Regions from separate parts of the Zea mays genome. Here region 1 is linked to region 2. A link is a contact called in public Hi-C data. All regions are on one chromosome and are shown on one strand. The core of a region is the stretch at or near the end of the contact, and the rest is flanking DNA. Distances in the headings are between cores, read along the strand shown.

Evidence for each region. A called contact is a pair of places that touch in the nucleus more often than the background predicts.
Region 1: a contact with region 2 is called in a Hi-C map of leaf, with 5 times the contacts expected there. The contact joins the promoter of LOC542085 here to the promoter of LOC100272564 in region 2. A contact is called at or near these places in 3 of 25 Hi-C or Micro-C datasets (ear and leaf).

Annotation. Positions count from the first base shown.
Region 1 is chr8:122,593,965-122,600,238 of Zm-B73-REFERENCE-NAM-5.0, reverse strand. LOC542085 reads left to right here and starts at 1,720. Exons shown (of 3, transcript NM_001111719.1): 1 at 1,720-1,819.
Region 2 is chr8:122,396,243-122,401,618 of Zm-B73-REFERENCE-NAM-5.0, reverse strand. LOC100272564 (putative RING zinc finger domain superfamily protein) reads left to right here and starts at 2,453. Exons shown (of 3, transcript NM_001147031.1): 1 at 2,453-2,510; 2 at 2,607-2,758; 3 at 3,545-4,785. The coding sequence starts at 3,559. The coding sequence ends at 4,497.

The DNA of each region.
Region 1 (6,274 bases), core at 471-2,970, 200 kb before region 2:
GCTCCCTTTTAAATTTAGTGTCCCTTGTGAATCGATAATGGGGTAAGGCTATAGATGTCCAAACGGGCCACCCGACATGGACCTGGCTCAAACCCGTTTCGGCCCAGTACGAATAGGGCCGGGCCAGGCTGGCCCACGTGCCTAGAGACATGCCCAAACCTGGCACGCACAGGGAAAAATCGTGTCGGGCCGGCCCGTTGGCCCGATGGGCCTCAACGTACCGGGCCGGCCACTGGCCCGAACCAACAGTAGCAGTATATAAATACATACATTTAACAGAATTAATCATATATAATAACATATTATTTATATATATTAAGACAACAAAATTCATTTATCAATTCACAAGATAATATCATATTAATACAAATATGAAATGATCACTCAGCCTGCGTCTGTATTTATGTGTGCATTTATTCTGCTTAGAATTAAGTGTATCAATATTTATGTATCCATTTTATATATGTTTGGTCGCGTATTTAGTATTTACATATTATGAGAGAATTAAATGTATGTATTTATCAATGCATTTATATTATGTTTGACCGGGCTGTTCTCATGCATTTATATTGTGTTCAAATATGCGGGCCGGCGTCGGGCCGACCCATTTATCGTGCCGGGCCGGGCTAAAGCACGCGGGCCGCCGTATTTGCCCATACCTGACCCGCTAAACGGGCCGTGCCGGCCCGGGCCCGTAACCGACCGTGCCGAGCCGTGTTTCGACCGGGCTAAATTCGTGCCGTGCCACGGGCCAAACGGGTGGCCCATGCTGTTTGGACATCTATAGGTAAGGCCTATTATTGATTTGTTGTTTCCAACCGGTGAATTTCCATATCTTGTATGCTTAGTTTTTTTTTGCATTGGATCAAAGGATAATTCTTTGTGTGGCCTGGCTTATGAGTAATCTTGTGATTTATAAAGGTGCATCAATACCCATTTCTTCATGCACATGCATTTACTAATGTGACTATTAAATCTCCTTTTTTCCTGACTCTTGTTTTCCTTAATTTTTAACAAGGTTAATTAAAAAAAACCATGGCAAATAACTAAAGTGGTCAATGAACAATATCTATGCGACGTATAATATTATTTTACCACGTGCGTGCACGTACACTTTTACTAGTAACGTTAAAGAGCAAAATATTTTTAAATCTTTTTACTTCTCAAATTATTTTCCTCTGTTTTTTTATTTTCGATAAGAACATCTCCAACAATGCCTCAAACTAGTGTCTCAAATTAAAATATGAGGCTCTATACAGAAAAAACACTCCAACAGTGTCTCATTTTATAAAATTTTGTCAAAAAACTATAGGGCACCCTCTCAAGTGCCTCAAATATACTATACCGTAGTGGGCTGCTAGATTGAAGCTTTACTGTTGAAGCGGGGTGTTTTATTAGTGCCCTAAATTCTATAAAATATCCTTATTTTTAAATTATAGATCATTTTTATAGATTATTTCTTGTTGGAGGTTGTTGGAGATGCTCTAATATCCTGCACCCCCTATATCCGCTATCTATGACCATTGTTTATATAATAAGCTACAATAATTTATATTCATATGAAATATGATTTTCTAGATATATTAGGTTACATGTAATGGACGGACAGATTTGCTAGTCTCGAGTCTTGACCGGACCCTGCGGCCCAGCTTTTTTCTTCACTCTCTGCAACCCATTCCCCCCCTGCATTCTCTCTCTGTTCTCTTGTGCGTGCCTGCGCTCTGTAGTGACGACGACTGGGCGGCGGCCGCTGCCGCCGACCTACGTGCGCAGGTCTCCATCTTCCGGACCTTCGCTGGAGACGAGCACCCACCACCAGGTAGGCGCACCCCTTCCCTTCCGCTCTCGCTGTGCGAAACCGAGCCCCCAAACCCTAGCTATTTGTATTCGGATCTGATCCGATCCTGTTACAAGTGTATACATGTTTTATGCATGCAACTTTTTTTGATCACATTTTTGCAAACACAATTAGGTGTGTGTTCTTTACTGGGTCCGTCCTGGCTAAGTGGCTATGGCCAGTCCACTTGGTTTTTTTTTGGGTCATCATAACTGCTCCTGAGCTAGAATCCCAGGTGGAACCACGCCAGCGAGAATCTGGCATCTGTTTGATCTCTACCTTGAAATTGTAAACCCATGATTTACATCTTCATCCAACCTTCTGCCCTTCAAATTTCATAACCTCATGGCTCTCGTTGAAAATCACGTCTCATTTGGACTATAATGGAAACATTGCAGTGAAACCATACAAATGACCATTTCATTGAGTAAACTTTTCTTCCAGTACACCCTATTTTATTCCCCACTCAATGAACTCATTTCCAATTTCCCAGTTGATCACCTGCTAACTTCTTTGACTTTATCGTCATCGACACCCTGGTTCCAGTGTGTAGTCCTGTTCACCCACTGCTTCCAGAGCTGTTGCTATTGAGACCAGCCCAACCTACTGAACTCACAGTTTCATGGTTTGTTTTTTGGTGGGTTAGACTGGTTCAACCATCAGAAAATTATTCATTGGGCTGAACTAGGAGCAAATGCATGTGGGCCATATCTATGATCAGGTAGTCCAATAATGCTAGTGCTGCCGCCATCACCACTGATTGCAAAATCCTCGATCTTTTTCATGGAGCTATTGACTGCCCTTTGTTGATTCACTCCCTTGCGGTACCATTCTCTGTCTAGGAACGCGTGATCCATCTTCAAGCGCCATGTCATGCTCTTCCTGTCTGCCGCTGCCTCTGTAATTGTTGTTGCAGCCCACATGCTGCACACTGTCAGTGCTTGACCAGAAGATGTGGCGGTAGAGCAATGCATTGAAGATCATGGTGCTGTTGGCCTTCTCATTGATGCCAAAGATGTCGAGCCCACGGTACTGTAGTGCCCAGAAGGACACTGATCTAGAAGGCGGTGAGGTTGTGCCACATGGTGTTGTTGATGAGTGGTGTCATGTGGCCGATGGATGGGTGGCATACGAGCAATTTGGTTGGCGTGTCCATAGCCAGCACTAGCGTGCCCTTGGTGCAGCGTGTGATGTTGATGGGTTCAATGGTTTTCCAGACCGGTTAATCCAACCCATTTGAATCCTGTATTGCAGTTTGGTACAGGTTGGTTTGGCAGTTGAACAGTTTGGAACGAAACCATGAACAGGTCTACCAGTGCAAGAGCGCAATCCAAAACTTGATCTGCGGGGGTGGGGGAGTGGGGTGTGGTAAGACAGCCTCCGGGCATTATATCAAGAAGAAGACCTCACACAGGTCGAGAAAACCCTCGAACCCCTATCCCACCCATACACATCTACATCGTAGCCATATGAGAACGACCGCGACCGGGGCCGGGCCTTAGACCTGTGCTTTGACATGGGACATACAAGGGGATTTTTTTTAACCACAACCTGAATTCGCTCTCACGGAGAATCAAATTCAGGACCTGAGGAGTGCTACTCAGACCACCTAACAAACTCATAGATGCCCTTTCACAAGAGCATAATCCATAACAACATTGAATTCACTAATGATTCTATATTTCAAAACTTCTTGCCGCTCCCACTTGTTGGTTTGGATGGTTTGGTTGGTGTGGATGGTAGGATTCAAGACTATTCACGTTGAATAACGCAAGGCCACAAGGGCACGGGGTTTGCTTGTATGTGTATGCTTTTGGCATGTTTGTGGGTTATGTGTTCATAATGGCTAATAATTTTGTGTTACATAGAGTTTGTGATAATCAATGGTGTTGGTGTTTAGTACTACACAGTACACCATAGGATGGTTCATGTGGTGGGTTTAGTTCATAGAGGATGGAAATGAAGAGTTGTGATGGGGTATAGGACAAATGACACATGATTTAGATAGTTTTAGACAACCAAATCGTTGTACCCTACGTCCTGGATGGGGTGGTTGATGCTATGATATGTATATATGAGTTTGTATGCTTGATTAGAGTGTGTTCAGTTGGATGTGTTCAACTCCGGTCTGGTACTCTATCTATAGATGCAATCGACTCTAGTTCTATGCGATAAAATCAATTCCCGTTGCCTCTATGGAAGATCTCTATCTCCCTTTGTATATGCATTGGCTAGAGTTATGAGTCGGTTATGAGCTATAGACCTAACCAACTTACAATTTGAGTACTAATCATACCGGAAATCGTAACCGGTTAGAACTTCATCCTTCTGTTGCATAGAATACACCGTCTTGTACTGTATCCCCTTCAACACGCTAATTGGTCCACCAACTAGATGTGTTATTTCCTATACTCACGGGATCCTGTGGTACATACTTTCTAGAAACCCTTGAGCTTCATGAGGATTTGTAGAATCATCTTGAAGGGGAGCCAAGTTGAAAAATATGGGGCACATCACTAGATGCACACCATATGGTGTACCCCTTGAACTTCGAGTTGTATTGAGTAGCAATTAGATCAAAGATCTTCTACAGAATCTAAAAAGAAAAAAAAACCGTTTAGGTGTTACCCCTTGTAGCCCCAAGCTTGGAGGTGTATTTTGGAAAAAAATCATCTCCGAGATTGTGTATATGTCCTTTTAGTCCTTAGGGAACGTAGTCCAAGTGGATTATAGTGTTGCATGTCATTGACGAGTTGTAAGATATATATGTTGTTTGTGGAAGTGTATCTGTACCGGATGAAATGTTTCCCATTTATTGTTCTGATTCTGAAGTACCATTCATCATTGAGGTACTTTGTTGTTTTGCGAGGTCAGGGGAGCACCAAGTTTTGTCCTTGTATCTGTCCAAAATAAAAAAGGTGTTGTCGTCTCATAAATGCAACTTTGAAAAGGTTGCCGACGAATAAATGTATCGGCTTGTCACAAGATTGATGTTGTTGTTTGCTTGTGGCGGTTCCTGGCTATAAATGTACTTTGATGGTTTGAAACATCTACCGGTGCGAAAAGGGCCTCTAGTGTAATGGTTAAGGCTTCCGAGTAGCACCTCCAGGCCCCGAGTTCGATCCTCCTCGGGGGTTGATTTCGGGATTGGTTAAGCCCCCCCCCTGTTGTGCCCCGCCCGCTCCCGGGTTACGTCCTGCGCGCCACCCTCCGGCTGGGCAGGTGCAGAGTGGGCGGTGATGACCCGCTAGTGATGGGGGCCAGGGTTCAGGAATTTTCTTGGCTGGGACCATGTTTTGGTCTCTTCTTAATATAATACCGGGAGGACGGTCTTTTCCTCCCCGGTCGAGTTTTTTGAAACATATACCAGTTGTATAGTCAACTCGTTGTTGGCACACACTTTAGTGTTCCCATAATGAATATTATAATATCCGAGAGGCTTGAGCCCCTAGGCTCAGTTGAAGTAGTTGCAGTAGCATTGTAGCTAGAAGAATTCTTCTGATAGGGTTCAACCCAAAGTCGAATAGTTATCAGCTGTAGCTAGGAGAATCCTTCTAATGGGTGAATATGCCTGTTCAGTCGGTCACTCTTGTTCATCTATCCGTTATTCGGGTTGTTCCAGTATTGGAGGTTAGGTGATCATTAGTGGGACTAGAATATATCTTGGTAGGCCGTCGGAGGTGGTATATTTGTCTTAAGCCTCCGGAAGCTCTTCCAATCCCACATCTAATCGGAGTCTTGCTCACTCTCTTGTGCGCTCTTCTCCAAAGATGACACATTGCCCTCCTTCGATTAACCTCTTCGACGAACCTTGATGCATTGTCGTCGAGGTTAGTGTTGATGTTCTGCAACACTTATCAATGTTTTTTGGACTTTTATTGTTGTATCGGATGTGTCTGTCTCATTACTTTGTTGATATGAAATCTGTCATCTGATTCTCTCTCTGATATGCCTTCCATTATTGTTTTTCCATGCAATATGTACCTTGTACCCGCGACTCTGCCTTTTCCTATTTTTTGATGGATCTGATTTGTCTCCATTATTGCTTTCAGCCCCCATGCATGATTGATTGTCTATATAAATCCTTTTGGACCTGACATTCTTCTTCACTAGAGCAAAATGCCTTTGCTCAATAGAGTGTCAATGATGCGTGCTTTACCAAGGATAGCTTTGGTGAGACCTCTGATTGGAAATAGCGCGTCAGAGTTGTGAGAAAAACCTAATGGTTCTTGTCCATTGGTGCATGCACTGAGTAGTGCCAAGTTGCGAGAGCATCCTAATCTTGCTCTCACAACTAGTGCTTCACATCCAAGTGGCGTTCCTCTTGATCCTCTACGTTGGAAATTAGTACGAAAATCTGCCTTTCGGACGATCTTCTGTAGTAGCAGGGTCTCTTTGTTGTATGGGTGCCAAGTTTTCTCGATTGCACTAACTTGT
Region 2 (5,376 bases), core at 1,204-3,703:
AGGGTAGGACTAGCTTTACTTGTGTCTTGTATGGATGGAAAGGTTTGTTGTATAATATTTTAAATATTTTCTTCAAAGCACCGAAGGCCCTCTCTATTGTCACCCTTAGTGATGAATGTCTAAGGTTGAAGAGCTCTTTTGGGTTCTATGGATCCCCCCCATATTCACTCAAGTGGTACTATGTGGCATGGTAAGGGGGGTAAAAACCTAGGTCTGACAGCATAACCAACATCCACAAGGTAAAATTTACCTAACATCATAGATCATATATTAGGGAATACCAAGGAAAGTGTGCATTGTGTACAACAATACTAATTTTTTTTACCTTGGGGCACTTTTAGACCATCTTCTCTCTCAAGGGAATCAGCAAGGATAAGGGCATCATGTGTTGATCCCTCCCAGCCAGCAAGAACATATATAAACCTTAGATCAAAGTCTACAACATCTAAGATGTTGTGTTGTGGTGTGTTTCCTACCAAGGAAGGCAACTCTCTGATTTCTAGGAACTCTTGCTAGCACATGAGTGCCATCAATGGCACCAATACAGTCCTACACATCAGGGAAAACATTTGTTACTATAAACCCAATATAAAAAGGAAGGGATCAATAGTGGTGTGTTTGGATGACTGACCTTGAAATAGGGGTACCATCTGTGTCTATCTCTATTTTTGGTTGGTGTAGCAGTTGAAGGTGTCAAGATCATTTCATTCCTCAATTCACCAAAAGCATACAATACTTCCTTGAAGTATTTGTTGATGGTCTCAATAGACCTTTGAAAGGTCATGTGTATAACTCTAAACTTTAAGTTATGACCTACCACATGTAAAAACATGGCAACCTGCTCCTCTACTAAGCTATGAATGCTATCTTTCAAAAGCTGCCTAGTGCAAAAAAGGTCACACAACTGCATAAAAGGGGCTCTTCTCATCCCGAGTATGTCAAAACACTCAACATTGGTGGATTCATAAATGAATCTCATGTTGTTTTGCCTCTTTTGGTCCCTTCGGTGCATTGGCCATCAGTTATAGACCTCCTAGCATGCAGTCGGTGCCTCAATTATGCATCCAACCAAGCTAAATTAACTGCTACAAGGACCACTGCCTTTGCAATTAACTAAAGTCGTGCAATAGCAGGATTAATTGCTAGAGTAATAAAATAGAAAAAATGAGATTAGAGGTCTAAGTTTGGCTCATTTAGTGACATCATTTTGTTGCCTTATGCTGCCAGGATGAGCTCCGTGATAATGAGCTTCTGGTGTTTGCAAACAAACAAGATGTGCCTAATGCCATGAATGCTGCTGAAATCACCGATATAAGCTTGGCTTGCACTCCCTGCGCCAGCGGCACTGGTATGTGTCCTTTCTTTCGGGAAGTGTGGTGCGTTGTCCTGCAATATTTGTTTGACAAGTATTTGTACTTAAAGAATTGTTACTGCTTGCTGCTTGAATTCGAAGCGATCCAAATCAGTGATCTTTATTCACTGCAGGTACATCCAGAGCACATGTCCATTTACAGCCAAGTGGTCGCCTAATTTGTTAGCACATGGTTCCTCCTGCGTTTTCCGTTCCATATTTTACGTTTGCTTCGGTACTTCAGTTTTAAACTTGATCAAAGTTATATTTAACTTCGACATCGTCGCCGTGTAACCTGGACACAGCGCAGCGCAGCGGAAGTACGTTTGAGTGTGCTGGGCCGACAGGATGACTCGTGGGCTGCGGCCACTCCCGCCTCGTCAGACGGCCCGCCGCCAATCCTTTACAGGCCCGGCTGCAAATCAAATCATGCCTGGGCTGGCGTTGGACGCGGCCACGGCGTTCTGTTTCCTTTGTTCTGTCCCCACGCCGCCACTAAAACGTGACGCCGGCGATGACGTCGCCGCGCCGGTCGCCCCCATCCAACACGGACGGAGCCCACGCCATGGCCACCGATCTTGACCGACCATGCTAAAACGAGGTGGAATGGAAATGAAATCCCTTCTCGCCCTATCCCAGTTCGCACGGGGTTTCATTTTTTTTCTTCATCGAAGCGGAGCTGAAGGTCGAGTGGTCGACAAGTGACCGGCGGCAGACGCAACCTCCTGGAAGCGTTCGTTGGATTGGAACTGGACGGACGGCCTCTCGCACGCGGTCAATGCCATGCTGTGCTGTGCTGTATACACCGGAAATTTCTTCGGACGTTGGGGCTGCAACTGCAATGCAAGAATCAGCTCTCAATCCGGTATCCCGCTACTTTGGTTTTCCTCCACGATTGGTTAGTTGAAAAAAAAAGACGAGTACGATAAGTTTACTTTATTATACTATATAATAACAGAATAATGGTGGTATGCAGAGAAATAAATAAACTAGGAAGAAGCCAACAACAGTTGGGGCAGGAGGAGGATTAGCTGGTAGGCACCTTTGCTTGAAAGGGAGGTTTTATCGGTCAAGCTGCAGATCCAGAGGCACTGAATAATAGAAACTCTCCGAGAGAAAAGCGCAAAAAAAAAAAAAGCAGGACGGCAATCGCATGCTTGTAAGTCACATAATAATCTTTATTATTGGTTGGATATTTGCGCCGGGACCAAATAAAATATACGTATTATATCTCTCCACCATTTAATGGAAACAGGCGACGATGACCGCCAGCAAGTGAAGAATCCAGCCACCTGCCCGCGTAACTTCTTCTTCTTTCGTCGTTCTACTCCCATCGAAGCTACTACTGAGGACGGGCGCAGGCGGAGAACGAGCGGATCCGCTAGCAGGGGAACAGCCGGCGCGGAGGTCAGTCGTTGGTCTCTTCGCGCGAACTCTACCTCCTCCTCTTCTTCTTGGTGGCTTGTGTGGGGGCGATTGGTTCCGGTACCCGAAATCAAGAACGCGGAACCGGCTTGTTTCGGACCTTTAGATAATAATAATATATATATGCACGTACCTTGTGTTGTCTGATGAAATTAAAGGTGTGGGTCGCCTTTGCTGCTTGGTAGAAGATTGGGGATTTCTTGTTGAGGGGATTGGGGATGAGTTTGCGAATAATGCAATGTGAGTGAGTCATGAGAGAGGGCAAGGGATTAGTTTTTGTGTTGCGGGAACCACAAGTACTTGTGATGGGGCTCGGGCATGGGGCTCTCAATACCTTCTTTTGGAATACAATCTTGTTCTTCAAATAGAAATCTTGGAATTGGGACCCTATTATTGACTCCTAACTAATCTCTGCCTTCTCTCTAGGACAGCTTGCTGCTCTTGTTCCTATAGAACTGAAGTGAAGATAGTTTTAGTACCTGCATTCGATGCAAAACTTAGCTTTGTTCTTATTCTGGATACCGATTTACCATAAGATATCCATGCCTGCCATTACTGAGTGAAGTTTAGTCACAGTGAGATGGCCACTGTATAGTATAGTCTTCATGTTTGTTTCATCTCTTCTTGATAAAGTTGTTGTAGATGCTGCGCCTGCTCTGAGTTGTATCCTATGGTTATTCACTTGGGAAGCGATGCATATTTCCCTTTTTTTTTAATCGTAGCGCCTTGTTGACACCTTTTTGTGTGTCTCTCTCTCTGTGCAAGCAGGAAGGGTTTGGAGGATGACAGAAGCTGCAGTTAATACAAGGTACTGGTGCCATGGATGCGAGAAGGTCATCGAGGAGGCCATGGTGGGGGAGGATATCAAGTGCCCGTTTTGCGGTGGTGGGTTCATCGAAGAGATGGCCGGGGAGGATTCCGAGGGGTTGCAGTTAGAGCGGGAGTGGGGAACGCCGCCAGGGGACAGCGAGGACGACGATGACGACGATATAGCCCATGAGTTCGAGGGCTTTATCAGGAGGCACGGACGGGCATCGGCTCTGCGCCGGGTGCTCGACAGCATCCAGGACGACCTTAGAGCCGACAGGGAAAGGGACAACTCCGTCCTCATCAACGCCTTCAACCAAGCCCTCGCCTCGCAAGGCTCGGCGCTGCTGGATGCCGACGAGGCCCGAGACGGCCGAGGTGGATCCAGCAACAGCAACGACGATGGCTTGCTGGAAGAGTATGATGTCCTGGGGGCTGGGCTGAGCCTACTGCTTCAGCATCTGGCCGAGAACGACCCGAACCGGTACGGCACCCCTCCGGCGAAGAGAGAGGCGGTCGAAGCTCTGCCCACTGTCCAGATAGCGGAGGCCGTCAGCTGTTCGGTCTGCCTCGACGATCTTGAGCTGGGGTCCCCGGCGAAGCAAATGCCCTGTGGGCATAGGTTCCACTCTTCTTGCATCCTGCCATGGCTTGAGCTCCACAGCTCTTGCCCCGTGTGCCGGTTCGAGCTGCCGTCTGAAGAGACGAAAGATCTGAACGAGCCTAGCGATGTGCACAGAAGAACAGAGAGCACCCGAGAGAACGACAGCGAGAGCGGTAACAGCGCGTGGCCCCTTGTCCCTTGGTTCTTCAGCGGGCTGTTCTCGGTACCTGAACCGTCGCACACTGACAGAGGCACTCTCACCACCGATCAACAGAGTCCTTCCACCAACCCAAATGCTGGAGGAAATTGATTTCGTCATCCTTTGTGAATAATGCTCATACATCTGAGAATAGCAAGGAGCCTTGTCAGTAGATGGCTTATTTTTTTTCTGTACTGATAATCCTTCTCGGATGAATCGCAAGGTACGGAGTCTGTGTCTGCTCTATTGTCAGGATTCTAGCGATCGTTTCGCCTCTAGTTAATCTCATAGCTACTGAGACTGTCTGTCTGCATCCTATGCAAAAGATCGGTTGCTTTCTTTGTTCTTGGCTCTTCTGACTGGATGTCTTTGAGCTATTTCTGGAATATGTAAACTATCATGCCTTGTATTTATTCATTGTTTAGTTGAAATATATCTTCATATCAAGTACGAAGTACCTGCTGGCTGGACATGAGGAAATTAACCCTATTGAAATCCACCTCATTCAACAAGCCTGGAACAAGTGCTCATGGCCACTCAGGGATACTAAAACCAGAAACATGAAGGGCGTGTGATATGTGATATAGCACAGGAAATACACATCTTCAGAAACATACATGGCTGGAAGGCTGTTGTTTTTCCCCTCAAGAACCAGAAACATAAAGGACATGTTTGGGCTCGCAAAGGAACTTCCTGCTCTGCTCAGGTTCTAGTATCCTTGAGTGGCCATCTGTTCGCTTCAGATTAAAACCGACTGTTTAGACTGCTGCAGTTATAATTCATAGAGACAAAAACACTATAGAAGTAGTAGAAGTTGGTACGGACTAAAGCCAAACGAACAAGCTTCGCTGGCCTCTCCTTTCTCTAGAAAGTAAACGGCTCAGTGTGCAGACTAAAGCTAAATGTATCCACATGGGCACGTTTTTTTTATAGACGAGGCAGCAATCTTTTCGTCGATTAAGGGGCCTTGGACAGTCCGTGGACGCGATT